2 separate regions of the Sus scrofa genome follow, and region 2 is linked to region 1. The links are chromatin contacts, called in public HiChIP or PLAC-seq maps. All regions are on one chromosome and are shown on one strand. Each heading gives the region's core, a stretch centred on a gene start, on an enhancer-like site or on the middle of the called end of the contact. The rest is flanking DNA. Distances are from core to core; before and after follow the strand shown.

Region 1 (3,101 bases), core at 388-2,887:
TGTAGATCGCACCAAAATACTCACTAAAGGAGGCAAGCACATTCCTATGAGCTTTAAACTGGAATTCCCCAATCACTATGGTGCAGTCACAAAGAAAACCAGCTTCCCGTTGTTTGTTCAGTCTCTCTAAAAGGTGCTCACAGTGGTGCGAATACTGCATTTTGATATCACAAACGAATTTTACCCTTGTTCTAAAAAACAAAAATAAATAGTAAATTAGTAAACCTAAGCTGTCATCAAACTTTTCACGCAACAAGAATAAAGTCTGTTCTCATTTTACGTCCCCAGAAAATTCACAGATATGGTTAAAAAATGCCGAAGGGACAAATGCCTTCCTAGCTTTTATTTCATCTTGGTCAACTAACACAATCCTTTGGACGCGGTAATAAATGGCGACGCGAGAAAATATTTCCACAAAGCGGGGAAAAAAAGGAAAAAAAAAAGCACTGCAAAATTCCACGCTTTTGGATCAGCTGAACTTTCACTTTCAAGCTCAGTAGGCAAACATATATTTGGGAGAAAAAATCAACCACTAAAAGAATGATCGTTGGGGCAAACTGAGTAAGGACACGGTACGAGGTCTTGAAAACTGCTCCCCAATGAAACCTGTTACATAGTGGCTTCAAAACGCTAGACGGGTGCCGAGGGGGCAGGGCCAAGAGTTGTCAAAGGTTAGGTCACTCACCCCGAGGAAGCCACACCCCTTCCTTCCCCACTCGAGGTGGTATCATAGGGTGACAACCAAAGCCGATCTCTCCTGGTTTCTGCCTCCCTGCCCTTCGCCCAGCTCCCACTCCCGCGAATTCCCACAGCAGAGGTTGTGGCCAAGGCCAACACCAGGACTGCCTCGCCCGAGCTTTCAACGTTAACACTTGGCTCCGACAACAGCTCGCGCTCCAAGGAACCTGCCCTCTAGTGACCCAGGATCTGGAGGGAGCTGGGATGGCGGGCTGGGGGCAAAGACAGAACTCACCTATAGCAACCCAAGGGGAAACACTGTTTCTTCACTCTCACTCCGCCATATTGGAAGGACGTCACTGGGCTACGCTCCGCCTCTCCCTTCCTACTCCAAGGCGACGTCACATCCGGCTCTGGGAGATCCGTGGCAACAGCGTAGGCTCTTAGGACCGTGGAGATCTAACACCCGCCTGGAAGAGGCTGGCGCACAGAGAACCCCCTCCCTAGCGGGCCAGGAGACCCGGAAACTGGAGAGTCATAGATACGAGATCTAAGGGGACGCTCACAGCGCCCCGCCTCTCTTCCTCATTCTGAGCATTCTGGTTGGCTGACCGTCAGCATCTCGCGCACGACTCGTGTTGCCGGCCAAGGCTGCTTTCCGCTGCACAGCGCGCCTCTTTCCGGGAGCCAAATTGTGCATTGCATGCTGGGGCTTGTAGTTAGTTGCTCGACTTCTCCCATCAGCCTCACCTTTCTTGAGGCCCCACCGGTGGGAACAGCTGCTTTATATACTTGGGCTCTCGACCATGGGAATTTTTGAGCTGAGACTGATCACTCCTTTTTAGTTTACCTACCCAAAAGCTCTTGTTTGCATCAGCCAACCGGAATCCAGTTTGCAGGATACCCTTACCTGGTGTTGGAAGCCTGGGATGCACGAAAGCGGTGCAAAGCAGTAGGGCATACTGGGCATGCGCGTGGGGAAAGGTGGGCTTTATACCGGAAAATGTTCTGCGTCTGGACTAGAAAAACTTTAATACAATGATTTACGTTGTATTCAGATTTTGTACAGTGAGGGAAAGGGGTGCCGCTTATCTGCATAAAATGAAAAGACAGAAACAGTAAGATAAGTCATGCTGATATGTTAGGGTGAATTATACCACGCTTGGACATTATAAATCTAAGAAAACCAAAACTTCAACATTTTTTTCTTGTTAAAAGTTATATGAGGATCGTAGGAAGTTTACTCGCGACTTTATTTTTCAGGACAGTGTCAACTTGAGTTTCTTTTCTTCTCTCCTGAGATTTTTTTAAAAAAACAGATTCCGTTTGGTCTCTAAGTTTTCCTCAGTATGAATCATATTTTTGAATAAAACCACAACCGTTAGGAAAAAAAGAGGCTGGTTCTTTCTTGATTTTATGTTTATAAGTATAATTTTCTTTCTGATTGCACTTTTAGTTTTGTCAGAATCCTTTTTGGTAATTAATTCACTCAGATATTTATGAGCCTCTGCTATGTGTTGAACAGATATTGAGTATTTAGAAGTATAAAACATGGTCTCGGGTTTAGATAAATCTGTAATCTCAAGTGGAAAACCAAATGACTTGTAATACAGAGTCCTCAAGGGCTCCAGGGCTCCAGTTTTTGTGCTGTGTTTGATTACCTTGTTGTGGAAACTGGACCTCTCTGTCCACCAGTGCTGAATAGAAACAGGGAGACAAGAGTTTTGGGTGAAGGAGAAAAGTAACAGCTTTATTGCTTTGCCAGGCAAAGGAGGGCTATAGCAGACTAATGCCCTAAAGACTGTGCCCCCCTTTGGGAGAGAATAGGAAGTGGTTTTATAATTTGGAAGTAGAAAAATAGGGCCACAGATAAGGATCAGGGAAAATGCTGGCTTGCATTGTTTTTCAAAGTTGGTGTTTTTGTGACCCCAGGACTGGTTCTAGTGGTCCTTCTTTCCAGAATGAACAATCCTTCATCAGGTAGTTAACATCTTCCATTTGCTAGGGTCTTTTAGTTCTTTATCACATACACTGATAGTTAAGTCCACAAAACAAAGGATGGCACAAATCAACCGGGAATGCAGCCACCTCGGAGGCTGAACCTCGGAGCCCTGTGGGAACTCAGGAAGGAAACAAAGAATACCTGCCATCTAGCAACCACTCCCGAGAGCGAGCCCCCCCACCCTGCCCTCCTTGAAACTCAGGCTGTGAAAACACAGAACACTGGTGGAGATGCACATCAAAGGATGATTTCAGTGAGCCTAGACATTTGCATTCTTTCATAGAAAAGCGCTAAATTTCCCAACTTTAGATATCTGGTTTTCTGTAATCTTTCCTTCCTACTACCTGCCCTTTGGCACTCAAGGGAGGTCAAGGAGGCTGAATGAGGCCTATTTCCTAAAAAGAAATGGGGACAGAGAAAG
Region 2 (3,101 bases), core at 213-2,712, 590 kb before region 1:
TTTAACTAAAATAATCTATTACTTCTCTTATTTTAAGTCAGATTCATCCAAAAAATCATATACTAGTTAACATATCCACCATATATAACTAAGTTACAACTTTAAGTGAATAATTCATCTAGTCAGTGTATGCTATTTTTCTGGAATGACTGTAGGAAAAAATTAACTTTCCCTTTAAAAGGTTAGCGAATTTGCTTAATGGAAGCCAAAAGCTATAGACACCACTCCTGGGAATCTCCATCCTTGAACAAGACTAATCCGGGACAAAAAGCACAAGGCAGACAGACCTCACAAAGAATGCAAATGGAGGAAGAAGGAAAAAGAAAAGATTCTTCTTCCACTTCCTTCTTGAGAAAAAAATCCAAAAGAAATCCAATAAAGAGAAATTTCTGCCTCCCAAACTCCGAGCAATTTACCTTACAACAGACCCAAAGGGTTAAGGACCAAGGCCACTAGCCAACGTACTGACTTTCACCCACCCACCACAGGAACACCCCTGCCCACGCAAGCGAAGGAAGAGGGCAGGAGGCATGACCTAGAATGGGGGAGCCCCCAAGCCCTGAAATCCTCCGCCCACGCAAAGCCACCCACCCATCTCAAATCCGAGGGGGAGGCAGGGAGCAGAGAGCAAAGGACCTGGGACGCCCTGGAGCGTGCAAGGGGGTGGTGGGAAGTGGAGGAAGAGGAGTCTCCCAACCCCCACTCGCGGTCTGGGAACACCCCAATGCCCTCCCAACACCGCTCCGCTGGGAGAACTGTGGAAACCCCCCCCCGCACCCTCTCCCCGGGAAGTTCTCGGGTGTTACCCTAGCAGCCCTAACGCTGCATCTACCCCCGCCCCGCGCCCAGGGCCAGAAGGGAGAGGGGTCAGCGGGCTAGTGGGGCGCGAATCGGGATCCCCGCGCCTGCGGGCGCCGACGCAGCGGGTCGAGCCTGAGGCATCCCCGCGGAGCGCAGACTGGCAGCTGGAGGGGGGGGTGGCGGTGACGGGCGTCCCGGTCTCCGGGGTCCCGACGGCTCCGGTCAAGTGCAGCGCCCTGCCCTTGCCCTAGTCCAGGAACAGCGAAGTATGACCTGCCGGGGGACACCCGACCAGCGCCCCCACCCCGTGGTCCCAACCCCACCCGGGACCCGCGCATCCGGACCCCCGACTCCGGCCTCCAAGCCCTGGGAAGCCCGACGAGCTTTGTTAACTCCCCACTACCCCCGGCGCCACCGTCGGGCGGCCCTTGGGGCCACGCGCCCTTGCCTCCTGCCGCGTCCCCACCGCGAGCCCGGGCCGCACCTGTGCCCGCCGCCGCCGCCGCCGCCGCCGCTCGCCCGCTCCCCTCGGCAGTGCCGGCGCCGCTCCGAACCCCACACACATCGCTACACACAGCCCTCTGACGTCACCGAGCCCTCGGCCCGCCCACGTCACTGCGGAGACACACGGCTTCCCGCAGACGCCGCCGCCGTCTCCGGCCGCCCGGGGGAGAGCGAGGGCGGCGGGGCCGGGGGGGGGGGGGGGAGGGAGGGAGGGAGAGGAACAGAGCCAGCAGCGGCACCGCGCGCGCGGGCCCGCCGCCGACGCCTCGCGGCTCCTAGCCCCGCGGGGACGCGCGCACCGTCTGGCCTATTGTGGTTCCAAAGGGCTCTCCTGGCCCGTCGTCTGGCGCGCGCGCCCCTCCCCCCAGGCGCGCGCCCCTCCCCCCAGGCGCGCGCCCGGCGCTCCTCGCCCCCCGCGCCGTCTGGGCGGCTGGCGCGCGACGCTGTCTGCGGTGCACTCGGCGCAGACAGGATGTTCCCTCCCCGCCCCACCCCCACCGCCGCCCTCCCTCCTTCCTTCCTCGAGTCGCCCAGCCGGCTGTCTGGCCGCCACCGCCCCGCCCCCGCCCCACCCGCTGCTCGGTGGTGACGGGCCAGACCCGGGGGCGCCCTGGTCGCTCGGTCGCTGCGCTGCAAGGCAAGTGGGGGCAGGGCGGCCGCGAGGTGCACTGTGCGCGACCCCAGCAGTCTGCCGGGCGGAGACAGGGCCGGCCCGGCCGAGGCCACCGCCCGAGGTCAGGCACGGGCGACCCTCCCCCCTGCGGGGGCCGCAGCTGGGCCGCCCCGCCCCGGAGGCAGCCGGGTGGCGGCCGCCCAGCCGCGCCCCCCTTGAGGGCCCTGCGCGCGGGGGCTGCTCCCCCGCCTCCCCGGGGCCTCCCGCCTGAGGGCCGCCCAGCCAGCTGCCCGCGCTGCGCTCCGCCCCACCCCGGCGGCCCCCGCCTTGCCTGGGCCGCCTCCGCCCAGACGCCTTCCCAGGGCTGACCTCCTCCGCCATCGGGCCGGGCCCGAGGGCTGGCCGAAGTTCCGGCAAAACCGAGAAAGAACATTTTTGTCTCTACTTCTCAGCTACCCTCCCCCCACCCCCTCACCAGACTGCTCTCTCGGCTCCAAAAGGGAGCTAGAAATTACATGTTTCTCAGTATTATACTGAAGGGTTTGGGGTTTTGTTTTGGAGAACACGAGAAAGCTCCTACTGAAGAGCTTTCGGCTGTAACCCTCAGGGCCGAAAAGAGTGGTCTCCTTGGTCAGTGTTTCGCGGCAGCCAGTTAGCGCATTAAACTCTGCGGAGCTGCTCCGTCCTATTTCGAAACACCAAGAAAAACCCCTTTTTTTCACCCCACCGCAAAATCAGGAACTGAAATAGTCCCCCAGGTCTCTGTGCACCGAATTCAGAAGACTCGAGCTTTGTCCCCCACCTTTTTAAATTTCTTTTTGTCCATTCTTATCCAATTTTTCCTGGCTTTGCTGCTTCGAGGTCACTCATGGGATCTACATTTGGAGCCAGCTGACTAGGAATATTGCTGCGCTCATAGATTATTTTTTTCCCCCTCTTTTCTCTCCAACCGGCCTACCAAAGGCTCACAAGCCTCTCGCTTCCTCCACTCCCAAGTTCTGTCCCTCACAGCCCCATCCCCCCCTGCTCCCGGGTCGTGCCCCTTCTTCTACCCCCCACCTTCCCCTCCTCCTTGACTGCCTCCTTTCCAGAACATGAATAATTCCGCAGCACTTCCCATCTGTTATTGCCATAGAGACAGAAGCTCAGCAAAGATAATGATGTTCTGTGCAGAGCCAGTGGG

The links. HiChIP or PLAC-seq counts read pairs in DNA pulled down with a chosen protein or histone mark.
Region 2: an H3K27ac HiChIP or PLAC-seq map of alveolar macrophages shows a contact between it and region 1. The contact joins the promoter of SKIL here to the promoter of MYNN in region 1. A contact is called at or near these places in 2 of 5 promoter capture datasets (fetal liver and liver), 14 of 47 Hi-C or Micro-C datasets (alveolar macrophages, blood, embryonic fibroblasts and 9 more) and 2 of 2 datasets of contacts at active chromatin or transcription factors (alveolar macrophages and skeletal muscle).

The regions. Positions count from the first base shown.
Region 1 is chr13:108,433,730-108,436,830 of Sscrofa11.1, reverse strand. It overlaps MYNN (myoneurin), which reads right to left and starts at 1,637. Exons shown (of 7, transcript XM_005669990.3): 1 at 974-1,637; 2 at 1-191. The coding sequence starts at 160. ACTRT3 (actin-related protein T3) reads left to right here and starts at 2,465. Exons shown (of 2, transcript XM_003358668.4): 1 at 2,465-3,101.
Region 2 is chr13:109,028,192-109,031,292 of Sscrofa11.1, reverse strand. It overlaps SKIL (ski-like protein), which reads right to left and starts at 1,462. Exons shown (of 7, transcript XM_021069796.1): 1 at 1,286-1,462.